4 separate regions of the Mus musculus genome follow, and all the other regions are linked to region 3. A link is a contact called in public promoter capture Hi-C data. All regions are on one chromosome and are shown on one strand. Each heading gives the region's core, a stretch centred on a gene start, on an enhancer-like site or on the middle of the called end of the contact. The rest is flanking DNA. Distances are from core to core; before and after follow the strand shown.

Region 1 (2,700 bases), core at 71-2,570, 630 kb after region 3:
TTATATATATTATATGACATACTGAGAGATAGCAGAAACTTTAGGAGATGGGGCCTAATGGAAAGAGGTTCAGTCACTGGAGGTGTGTGTGCCCTTGAATGGGACATTGAGACAGACCTTTTGCTTGCTTTCTCCTTCCTATTTTGGTTTTTGGTCACCACAGGGCAAGAAGCTTCCTTTATGATCTGTGTTTCCTATCCATGGTGCTTTGTTCCATCAGACTGAAAACTCTGAAACGTTTTTTATTATTAAGTTATTATTTTATTTATTTAATCCCAAATGTTGCCCCCTCCTGGTCACCCCCTGCCAATTTCTTTCCCCTTCCCCTTCACCTCTGAGAGGGCGCTCCCCCCAGGTATCTCCCCCCTCCCAATCCCAGGACATCAAGTCCTCTGAAACTTTTAATTCCAAGTAAATCATTCTTTGAGGCTCAACCATTCTTTTAAGTTCCCAACCTTCCTAATGCTGTGAATGTTTAATACAGTTCTTCATGCTGTGGTGACACCCAACCATAAAATGATTTTTGTTGCTACTTCATAACTGTAATTTTGCTACTGTTATGAATTGTAATGTAAACATCTGATATGTAAGATATCTGGTATGCAACTCCTCTGAGAGGGTCCTATAATCCCCCAAAGGCTTGCGAGCTACTGCTCTAAGTTGCCCTGTTGAGGTATTTTGTTACACTCATAAAAAGCTGTTTAACACAGGATCAAAGAAGAAATCTGAGGTTTGACACCAAAAAGGTACCACAGTTGAAAGAATTACACTGAAGATTTTTCAAATGAAGACAGGAGCCCCTTGCTCTGATCTTTCATGGTGTCCTTGTTTGAGCTACTGCAGACTCAGGGAAGTCTTCACTGCCTGTGAAGCCCATGGAAGGCTGGGACAAGACCAGAATTTCAAGAGCCTGGCTCCCTTTGCTTCTCAAGGAAAGTGAGGGAGGATAACACATGTGGAACAAAAGTCTTAGGAGGACAGCTCCCCAGATTTGATATGACATCAGTTTGATGGAACCCAACAACAGTGTCTTAGATGTGTCTGATTCTGTGCACAGAGGTTTGGGGCAAACAATCAGCTTCCAGTTGAGGAGACAATACCACAATATAGTTTTTAATGAAAAAAGTAAAGAAATGTAAAATAGCCATCTGTTTTCCTCATTCCTGCAGGTGCCTAACCAGGTTGACTCGCTGGAGTGCATTTTCCGCATTCTTAATAGATAGCTAGAAGGAAACGCCTTGCACAACCCCAGCTAGAGGGGCAGAAAATTTCAAGGGAGGGTACACATCTCCAGCTCTCGCTTCCAGTGGTTGAGCTCCTCCAAAACTGGAGGATTTTGCTGTCTTGGGGAATTGCTGAGAATTAAGGTAGGAGAAGCTGGAGACTTGATAGTAGGAAGAGGGATGGATATTCACATGGGAGTGAATTGGCGGTCTTGATAGACTGTGCTAAGTGAGATTTAATCAGGCCTTGGGAGGGGGAGGAGCTTTGGCTCCAACTGATCATTTTGATAGCCATCACCACTGACTCTGCGCCCCAACTTAGAAATATTGAATGTATTTTGCAGGAGTGTGGTAAAAGTGTCAGTAGACTATCCATGGGGCAGACCAGAGGCTAGACTTCTAGCTTTGAATTACTTCTGAGATGTTCTACTACAGTAGTTTGGAAAATATTTCAGGGTCTACTTGAAACACTCTGGGTCATTATTTTTTGTTCCTGATATCTCCTTAGAGTCAGTGTTGTACAGGCCAGATCCCCCCCCCCTTTTTTTAAATTCAGGAATACTTACACAAAGCTCATTGGAAGATGAGGCACTTGAGTTTTTCATAGGGATTAAGCCAACTGATAATTCTCAGAATGTGTATGCTTTTAGAATCGAGTTACTCCTCTCCCCATCCCCTCCCCCTTCTCTCTCTTGTTTGAGGTTTCACTGTATTACCCAGGCTTGTCTTTAACTCCTAGGCTCAAAAGACCCTCTTACTCTAGCCTTCTCAGCAAGCTAGAACCACGTGGTTAAGTCGCAACATCCAGCTCAACTCTCTGGATTTAAACATCAACTGCAATTTCTCCCCAGTGAGTCAAGTAGAGCCCAGAGAATCCCTTCTAGGTTGGATCCTGATAAATAACACTAGCTGAGTCTGTGTTCCTGTGGGCAGAGAGGGAAAGAGGCACAGGGGTAGAACTTGGGGGTCAATTCAGGGTCTCCACTTTTCTGCTTAGCCCTCCAAGTGAGCTTGGCTAAAAGGTGGCCTCTGGGGTGACCTCTAGCTTTTTCCTGGATTGGTCATTTGCCATGTGCTTTCTTAGTGTATACCCAGTGAAACTAGAAATGCGGTTGTGGCGTGCTATCGCAAGAATCTGGCTAGTTCTTTCTCTGTAGCTTCGGGGGAAATCAACAAAGGGATCGCAAGCTGTGTCAGGCCTTAGCCAATCAGGGTGGCTGCTGGCGAAGTGGCGCCTAAGAGGACGGTCTTGCAAAAGACTAAGCAGCACCTGCTGTACCAGACAGGTGGAGCCTTCAAGGAAAGTCCGGAAGTCGAAAAGCGGGAGCCTTTCCATTTCTTGAGAGAATTCATAAGGCTGCCTCAGTGTCCTGGCTCACGGCCCTGTGAGGATTACAGGTCTGTCCCATCCCCACATTTGATAGGTGGGGAGACCGAGGCGAGAAGAGGAACAGAGATTTTTCCACTCACCAGGTAA
Region 2 (2,700 bases), core at 103-2,602, 880 kb after region 3:
GTGTGTGTGTGTGTTTGTGTGTCTGCGTATGTATATATAAATATATATCGTTTAGTCCTGCTTTTGCCTGAGGTTACTTTGATCACCTCCCTCTACTCCTCATGATAATTTGTTCATATTTCACTATGTCTAAGCATCACATTTTTTATTATGTCTCTCTGTATCTTATCAGTTTAATCACCATTTCTCACATTTGAAAAATTATAAGTAAATCTACTTGTTCCATAAACATAGAACTGATTCCAAAAGGCAAAAGACCCTTATTTAAGTTATGTGCACAATGACCTTAAGAAAAGAATCATAAGTACTCTATCTTTAATGACACAAAAGCACCTACTTTAGAAACTGTCCACTGTCATAACATGGGCTTCTAACCTCAAAACTCTTGAAGTTTTTTTAAAGCAAGGTTTAGTTTCACTTTGAATGCCCATTGCCTTCAATGCATAGAGTTGGTTTCTCTTTGGTTTTGGGGGAGTTTTAAGTAACATTGACACTTGTGAATAGACTTTTCTTCAATGAATCTTAAAACAAACAAACAAACAAGGAAGTCTCCATCATTTTTTTTAGGCAAACTTTCAAACACCAGAAAGATCTACAACAAAATTATTCCATTATCCCACAGACTCATGCTCAAAACATGTCTAAAGTGCACAGGGGAAGTTTAATGTGCATTTCCACAACCACAGCAAACTTGTACACAATAAGGTTGTCCTCCTATCCCTGATTGGCAGTCCTGTAGCCCAGCTTTAGTAAGGTAACATCAGGGGGTCAATTACTGAAGGATAATATTTCGTTTTCTGACTTTTTCAAAGTACAAGGACAGTAAATAAAAACGCCTAACTTTTAGAAAGATATTGAAGAAGGGGATTCCCATGACCCCGCAATAGAAAAATCTCAAGAATGATATTATTGCTGCTCTGTGGTGGAAAGTAATCCCAAAGACACAGCAAAATGACCTTACCTTCTCCACCGAGCCAGGCAGAAGTCTGTTTATGAGTTTGCACAACACTACCCCATTTTTCAGCGAGGACTTCAAGAACTCCTCTGGATCACAGACAGTCTTTTTGGGAGACTCTAGAACTCCCAAAGATATAAGCCATGTCACAAGGCGTTCTTCTGGATTCATGACTGAGGCTCTCGGACGCTCTGAACAGCTCTCGGGGCAGCTGTGAAGACTAAGCCACATCCGTGATTGCATCTGCTGCTGTCTTCCTTTTATGAGCGCTCTTCTGGTGCTTGCGGGGCAAAGGTTTAAGGCAACTTTTCTCTGACAACAGAGGAACGTGGGATTTCTAAACCACAGAGATCATACCTAAAGATATGGAAAGGAATGATAAGGAATGGACAAACTCCTGAGAGAACATCACTGGTTCTTTTTCGAAACTTGCAAAACAAACTCATTAGGTTTTTCTTTGGGGGGGTGGGGTGGGGGGAGGAACACGTACAACAGTGCAAGAAGCTGTAAGGAAAGGAAGTGAGGAGGATGCTGGGGAGGCAGAAAAGTCAGCAAGTGCTCGTGGAAACCGGAGTGAGCCAGCACTTTACAGAGCCTTGGAAATGAGACACGCATGGGGCAGACTGGGAAAACACTGTCAATACAGTCTAGTCTCAGTGAAAAATCTGGCTTCTGTCAGGAGGAGGATGCCAACTGGCTCTTAGGTCAGACAGATCTGAGCCTCGTGGGGAGCTGTGCTGGTAAAAGAGAGCTCAAACAAAGACTTAGGTGGACTGAAAAAATTCCTCCCAGAAATGGCCGGATGTCCTCAGACAATCTCACAGTGACAGTGTGTGTCACGATCATGCCTTCTTTACAAAACATGTGGAGCCGCATGGTGACAAACTTGCCAAGCAAAGGAAGATTGTCCCTGCTGTCAGCCATCGCTGCATTTAAGCAGAAGCTGGAAGAATGGCATTTTACGTTGTAGCCAAAAAAGCTATGTTTAGGGAAATAGGCTAAGGATAACATCTGACATCCTGTTTACTTGCATTCTTTAGCAATTCTTTTTCTGGACCTGGTTCCACTCCACAGTCCAGCTGCAGCACCCTTAGCAAAGGCTTAGACACAGTCACAGAAAATGAGGGAAATATGTTTGGAGACAGAGCACTTGAGAACAAAAGAGCACTTGTCTTCTCTGTCTACACTACAGACTGAAAGATTCACTTCTTGTCATCAACAAACACGATGCATTTAAAATAGTGATCTGCAAACCAGCCTCGCTCATGAATCCAGAGAGGTTTGTTATTGTCAAACACTTTTAGTACCAGGTAAAATAGTCATACTATAGAGAAATTTATGATAAGGCAGAGTTTAATTGTATAGCTCAATGTTGGCAAATGCAGGCCGTCAGCACCTCTCCACATGTATGTGAGGCATCCAGTTAATTATAGCTGTTTCCCGCTAAGTCTCACAATCCTGTTCTTGTTGTTCTCTGTCTCCCTGCTTTTTTTGATGGTGATAGTGATAGGGATAGTTTCTTGTAGCTGAGGCTGACTTTGAACTCCTGATTCTTCTGCCTCCTCCTCCCAGATGCGAGGATTAGAGGCATGCAAAATCAAATCCAGTTTACGGGGTGTTTGGGGTTGATCCTAGGATGTTGTACACACTAGACAGGCACTCTACCAACTGAGCTATAGCCCCAGGCCAATTGAATAATTTTAATATTTACAGGCTATTTCATTACAATCATGCACAGTCTAGAT
Region 3 (2,700 bases), core at 26-2,525:
CCCATGAAATCTTCTGAACTTCTAGACCACAGGCAAGTGCTGCCTCGCTGTTTTTACTTGCATCACCATTTTTGGTCTTATTTCTGAGAAAACATAATATATATCAATCATGTAGAACATATACACAGGATATCTACAAACAATATAGAAAACATTTGCAGATATATATGTGATCTTCACATTGTATTAAAATTGTATACTCATTGAAGCTCAAGAGTCTAACTTGTGTACAGCACATTGCTAGAAATACTCTGTATCATTATCATCATTATCGCCATCATCAGTGTTGTAGGAGACTCAAACTCAGCGCCTCACAGGAGCTGGGCAAACATCGTACTCCTATGCTGCAACACTACCTCATACTCTATATTAAAAATAATGTCACAGTAGTTGGCATAGCACACGCTTGTAGGATATGCTGAGGAGTTCAGGACCAGCCTGAGATACAAGTTTAAAAATTGAGTCATATGCAGTGGAAAGCCAAGTATAGTTGACCAGTTACCAAGTACTTACATGGAGCCAGCATTGGCAACTTCCCTCTACTGAAAATTAAATTTCAGTACCATCGACCCTACATATTTCAATGATTGAACGCCTACTTCAGGTGCCTAGCACTTTTGTGGACGTTCAATGAACCTGAGTTGAAGCAGGATATCAGCCATGGATAAAGGCCGCACAGTCCCCACAGGAGTTTAAGTATCACAGGCTGGTCAATGTTTCAAAGCCTGAGAGAGCCTGTCCTTACAAAAGGACAGCTTAGGGTAACGTTTCCGCGGCAGCTTCCTTTTTAAGTAGCTGAACCAACCAAGAAAACGACATGTAAACACTGATCAGGAAGAGGGACTAATCTAAGGGAATTTGAGCAAGTCTGGCTAGGAAAGAAGTTTGCTGCTACTGAAATGTTTTGGTCTTAGCCACTGGCAGGATTGATTGATTGTAGTTATGTTTTGTGTGAAGCCTGCCTAAACATCTGTTTCTATGCAACTGTTGCCCAATTCTCCTTTCCTTTCGAATTACCATCTTTGAAGCACGAAAGAAAATCCATCCAAACGACCAAACAAATTACCCTAAAGGCTTCTAAATCCTTTAAAGGAGAATCTGAGCTTGAAGAAGGTCCTTTACTCCCCCGCCCCTTACCTCCAGCATGGGTTCCAAACTACAACCCTCAAGCTTGGCCCAAGTCCCTCCCTTTACCCAGTCATCTAATGAATATGTAAATTAAACATAATTGGCAGCCAATGGCGTGTGTTCTAGTCACATGGTGCTGATGGTAGGTGAGCAGACAGAAGTTGTGTCAGTGAACAGAGAGGGCTCTCAGTCTGGGGCGAGCGCTCTAGTGAGCGTGGACGGATGCTTAGGCAGTAGTCCTGGCAGCGGCAGCGGCGGCGGGCAGTAGTGGTGGCAGAAGAGGGGAAGAGAGACGGCCCGGAGACCGACACACTCACACTTTCAAGTTCCCTTGGAGGGAGAGGAGTTGGGGCTGCAGAAAGAGGCCAGGAGCGGTCCCATCTATCCCATCCCGTTTCCCACTTTTCCTCTTGCTCCCTGGCTCTGCGAGAGTTCAGGATTTGGGTAGCCATACGTGGCATTGAGGGAAAAGGGACTGGGAGAGTGGGGACCAGAACCAGGGGTGTAGTGGAAGATGCCCATCCTGCTGTTCCTCATAGATACGTCCGCCTCCATGAACCAGCGCACTGACCTGGGCACCTCCTATTTGGACATTGCTAAAGGCGCTGTGGAGTTATTCTTGAAGGTAAAAGGAGGGGAAAGGAGATGAAGGGGTCGCTTCTGTGGGATGGGTGGGTTGGACTGAGGTGCTTCTGTAACGTTTGTATCGCTTCCCCTCGTTTCCTACGCGACCCCCCCGTCATCCCTCGCCCCGCAGCTGCGCGCCCGGGACCCAGCCAGCCGCGGAGACAGGTACATGCTGGTCACCTACGATGAGCCTCCCTACTGCATCAAGGTAAACAGGCCAGCGGGGGAGCGGTGGGCGGGAAGAGCGTGCGCGTCCACTAGCCTGGGGCTGCTGATCCCTTTTGCCTCCACCCGTGGCGATCCTGCGTCGCCCTGCGGGACGGGCTGCAGTGAGGAGCGCCGAAGGGCAGGAGGAGCAGGGCGGGTGGCGGCGGTCGGGGGTCGCAGAGAGGGGCCCGGAGATGAGCAGCCGGTGTAGAGAAGGCACTGGAGGGCCGAGTTCCTAGCACGGCTGCAGCAATCGCCTCCGAAGATGGCGGACATTTTGCTTTTGTATGAGGCAGCCAGAGGCAGGGTGAGGGCGCTGCTGAGATGGAAAGGAGGGAGGGGAGGAGGCCGAGGAAGGAGGGCTCGAGGCCCATGGTGAGGCTGCGGCCCCTTCGCCTGGGACTCCGCCCCGATGTTCTCTTAGCCCCGCGCGGGCTTTGCTGCCGCCCGAGCTCCTCCTCTGGTCCCTCCTTCCATCCCTCGGCCCGCCCCGCCTGGGCTTCCTCTCCCTCCTCCCGCTCCGGTCCGTTTCTCCTTCACCGCATCTTCCCCTCCTCTTCCTGCCAAATGCCGGGCTGCACTAGCGCTGGCCTCCCAGAGCAGCTCCTTTGCATTCGAGGCTCTGGCCCCCGCCCCTCCTGTGCCACCACTAGCTCGGAACTGCTTAGCCTATGCAGCTCCCAGACCCTGCACGCTCAGTCAGGTTGAGCCCAGCTCTCAGTTACCTTAGCGACAGTT
Region 4 (2,700 bases), core at 175-2,674, 860 kb after region 3:
TTAAAATGAATAAATAGAAGAACCCCACACAACTGTTTTGCCCTTTCCACCATATGAGGGCACTGTGATCATGTATTTACCAGCTACTGGACTTTTCAACCTCCTGAGCCATGAATAACACAATATATTTCCGTTCTTAAAAGGTTATGCTATTTTGACATATCATAGACTAAGATTAAACTTTTTCATTTTATATGTTTCTGGCATGAAGCAAGCCTGCAATATGGGAACAATTATTTGCTCACTTCCTTAAATGAGTAAAGTAAGACCCAGAGTAGTTGTCACAGACCAAGACAGTGATAGACCAATACAAATACACAAGTAAGGAATTGGGGGTGTGGTTCAGTTGGTTGAGTTTCTGCCTAATTGGATTTGGCTAAAGCCCTGGATTTGCCTCCTAACACTCTGTAAATCAGGAGAGTTAAGGTAATCTCAATAGGGAGGAGGCAGAAGCAGGAGGATGGAGGCCAAGCTCATCTTCAGTTACATAGCAAGCTTGAGGCCAGCCTGAGATATCTGAAGCCTTCCCTCAAATGAAAACATGTACAAGTGGGTGCTCTGAGGGCCATTGTAGCCTTGTACATGTGCTTGGCGTTTCCATGAGACATAGGAAAACGCAGAAAAGCCATCCGTGGGTTTGCACAGGAAGAAATCCCTTGGTACTTCAGTCCAATAAGCATCTGTACCATCTGCAGTTTGCTAGAATCCCCAAAATGACTAATTCTACTAATGTGGCAATGAGAAACTCCCCCATAGTAAACTGCCTCCCAAGAGGCCCTGCCTAATTCCTGGGCTGTCTTTCCATTTCCCAACACAACTCAGGCTGCATTTGCCAGAGTCAAGAAGAGCAGTTAACATTCTGTAAGGCACTAGTCAGATGGGGGTGGAGGCGGGGGGCGGGGGGGAGCTTGTGGTTACAACAAGGAGCTAAGCCACCTCCTGACTGCCTCATTATCTTGCCTTACACACCTGAGTTAAGCAGTCACAGCTGCCAGCCACATCCTAGTTAAGAAAGGAATCCACCCCACCCCCACACCATTATACTTTGGAACCAGCAACTCCTTTAATGTCACTGTGCCTTGAGTCAACTCCCATTTCAGGTAAGAATTTCAGGTTTGCATTGATCACAATTGGCTTCATCACTCTTTTTTTTTTTTTTAATCTAATCAAGTGAAAAACAAGTGATTCCATGGAACCACAAGGACACTCAGCTTCTCTTTCCAGCCTATTTAAAGAAAAGATGCCAAATATTTAAGGACATTTCAGTGCTTCCCTGTTCAGCTCACTCTTATGAAAAGAGATCTTAAATTAACTGAGCTCATCGTTGAATCTCATTCTCTAATTCTCACAGCTGAACACACTGCCTCTGCTGACCCCTGAACTTTGAAGGAAATGTCATTACATGGTACAGCTGAGGAAGCCAAGCTGAGCTGCTTAGTCATAGCTCGCTGGTGCCATTGCTTCTGGCTCTGTAACCTGTGAGGCTTCCACCAAGCTCCAGCTAAAAGCAGTCACAAAGTCAGCAACAATAATGCTCTTAGCTCCAAAATTGGACTCATTACCCACTAGCATTCCATTTACTAGAATATGGTGGTGGTATTTGTAGCCGGGCTAATAACAGCTTGTCTATTGATGGGGAGCAAAATTAAAAGAGCAAACCCCGAATTCATTGGACTTTGATTCCCTCCATTTCTCTGCATTTCAGCAATTTAGGAAACAGGGTCTGACTTGTGCCTGTAGTCACAACAACATGAGGTATTTTGAGAACAGCTCTGGTGTGGGGATCCAGAGACCTAAAGTCTAATACCAGCATTGTCACTGGTAAACAGTTATGAGGATCTGAGGAAAGTAACACTTCTTTCCCAGGGCTTTAACAACTGGAAAGACTTTGAACAATCCACGCTAATGAAAAGTCTAAATAGGGAATCTCGAAGGCAACATCTTAGCAAGATCTCTTAGGTCTCAAATCTGGTTCAATTCTCAAGGCTATAAAAAATGGATCCACAGTAGCCAACTTCACCAAAGGCCTACTGTGTAAACTCAAATGTCAAATTCTCAGTGTTTGCTAAAATATGTTGTTAAGTGGATATCAGGATTTCACTTCCTTATACTATACACAGTGAACTGAATCTAGCGGCTCAGGCTGTAATCCTAGGTACTTGTGAGCCTTGGGTGGGAAAAATGCTAGTTCACGGCCTGTTTGGGTTATAGAATTACTTCAATGCCAGCCTAAGCAACTTAACAAGACACTGCCCCAAAACAGAAAGGTTAAAGGGCTAGGGATGTAGTTTAGTGGTGGACTGCTTGCCTAGAATTCATGTTACCTATACAGAGCAAGAGAGTTGATGGTACTGTGAAGAAGAGAATGGACTTCATAAGTTATTTTTTTCCCAGAATGTCACTTAAAATGACTTACTCACAAATTCAAATTCTATCTTTATCATCCACTAAACATTTGGGTTGTGATTGTGACTACAGGCAGTTTGTTTAACCACACGTATTCTCTTGTCTCTGTGGGTTGCTATGTGGTTACTTGATATGAATAACATGGGCTCCTAGATGACTTGAACCTCATAGACTCCTGAGCTGGGAAGCCCAGCCTCACGGTGCTGCTAGGAGAGAACTAAAGCCTAAGCTTCATTCCCCACTATTCAGTCTTGTTTCACCAAATCTACTTCCCAAGCATCAGTGCACCACAGT

Evidence for each region. Promoter capture Hi-C pulls out the DNA fragments that hold promoters and counts their contacts.
Region 1: a contact with region 3 is called in a promoter capture Hi-C map of stem cell-derived epiblast-like cells, with 2.5 times the contacts expected there. The contact joins the promoter of Vgll1 here to the promoter of Ints6l in region 3. A contact is called at or near these places in 2 of 39 promoter capture datasets (cranial neural crest and stem cell-derived epiblast-like cells).
Region 2: a contact with region 3 is called in a promoter capture Hi-C map of pre-B cells. The contact joins the promoter of Arhgef6 here to the promoter of Ints6l in region 3. A contact is called at or near these places in 4 of 39 promoter capture datasets (the C10 cell line, the HPC-7 cell line, cranial neural crest and 1 more) and 1 of 9 other capture datasets (adipose tissue).
Region 4: a promoter capture Hi-C map of the HPC-7 cell line shows a contact between it and region 3, with 3 times the contacts expected there. The contact joins the enhancer-like site here to the promoter of Ints6l in region 3. A contact is called at or near these places in 6 of 39 promoter capture datasets (the HPC-7 cell line, cranial neural crest, maxillary cranial neural crest and 2 more) and 1 of 9 other capture datasets (adipose tissue).

Annotation. Positions count from the first base shown.
Region 1 is chrX:57,086,786-57,089,485 of GRCm38.p6, forward strand. It overlaps Vgll1 (vestigial like family member 1), which reads left to right and starts at 1,321. Exons shown (of 8, transcript NM_133251.2): 1 at 1,321-1,367; 2 at 2,506-2,696.
Region 2 is chrX:57,337,377-57,340,076 of GRCm38.p6, forward strand. It overlaps Arhgef6 (Rac/Cdc42 guanine nucleotide exchange factor (GEF) 6), which reads right to left and starts at 1,353. Exons shown (of 22, transcript NM_152801.2): 1 at 962-1,353. The coding sequence starts at 1,198.
Region 3 is chrX:56,453,564-56,456,263 of GRCm38.p6, forward strand. It overlaps Ints6l (integrator complex subunit 6 like), which reads left to right and starts at 1,276. Exons shown (of 17, transcript NM_172779.4): 1 at 1,276-1,753; 2 at 1,886-1,963. The coding sequence starts at 1,643.
Region 4 is chrX:57,309,202-57,311,901 of GRCm38.p6, forward strand. The region is part of intron 2 of Arhgef6 (Rac/Cdc42 guanine nucleotide exchange factor (GEF) 6); the gene reads right to left. Among named protein-coding and RNA genes, the nearest start is that of Arhgef6, 28 kb to the right of the region's middle. Within about 2 kb of position 1,425, at least 38 of the 459 cell types and tissues checked have an H3K27ac peak or open chromatin away from gene starts, as enhancers often do. A contact at or near this core is called in the HPC-7 cell line and adipose tissue, where this site is marked.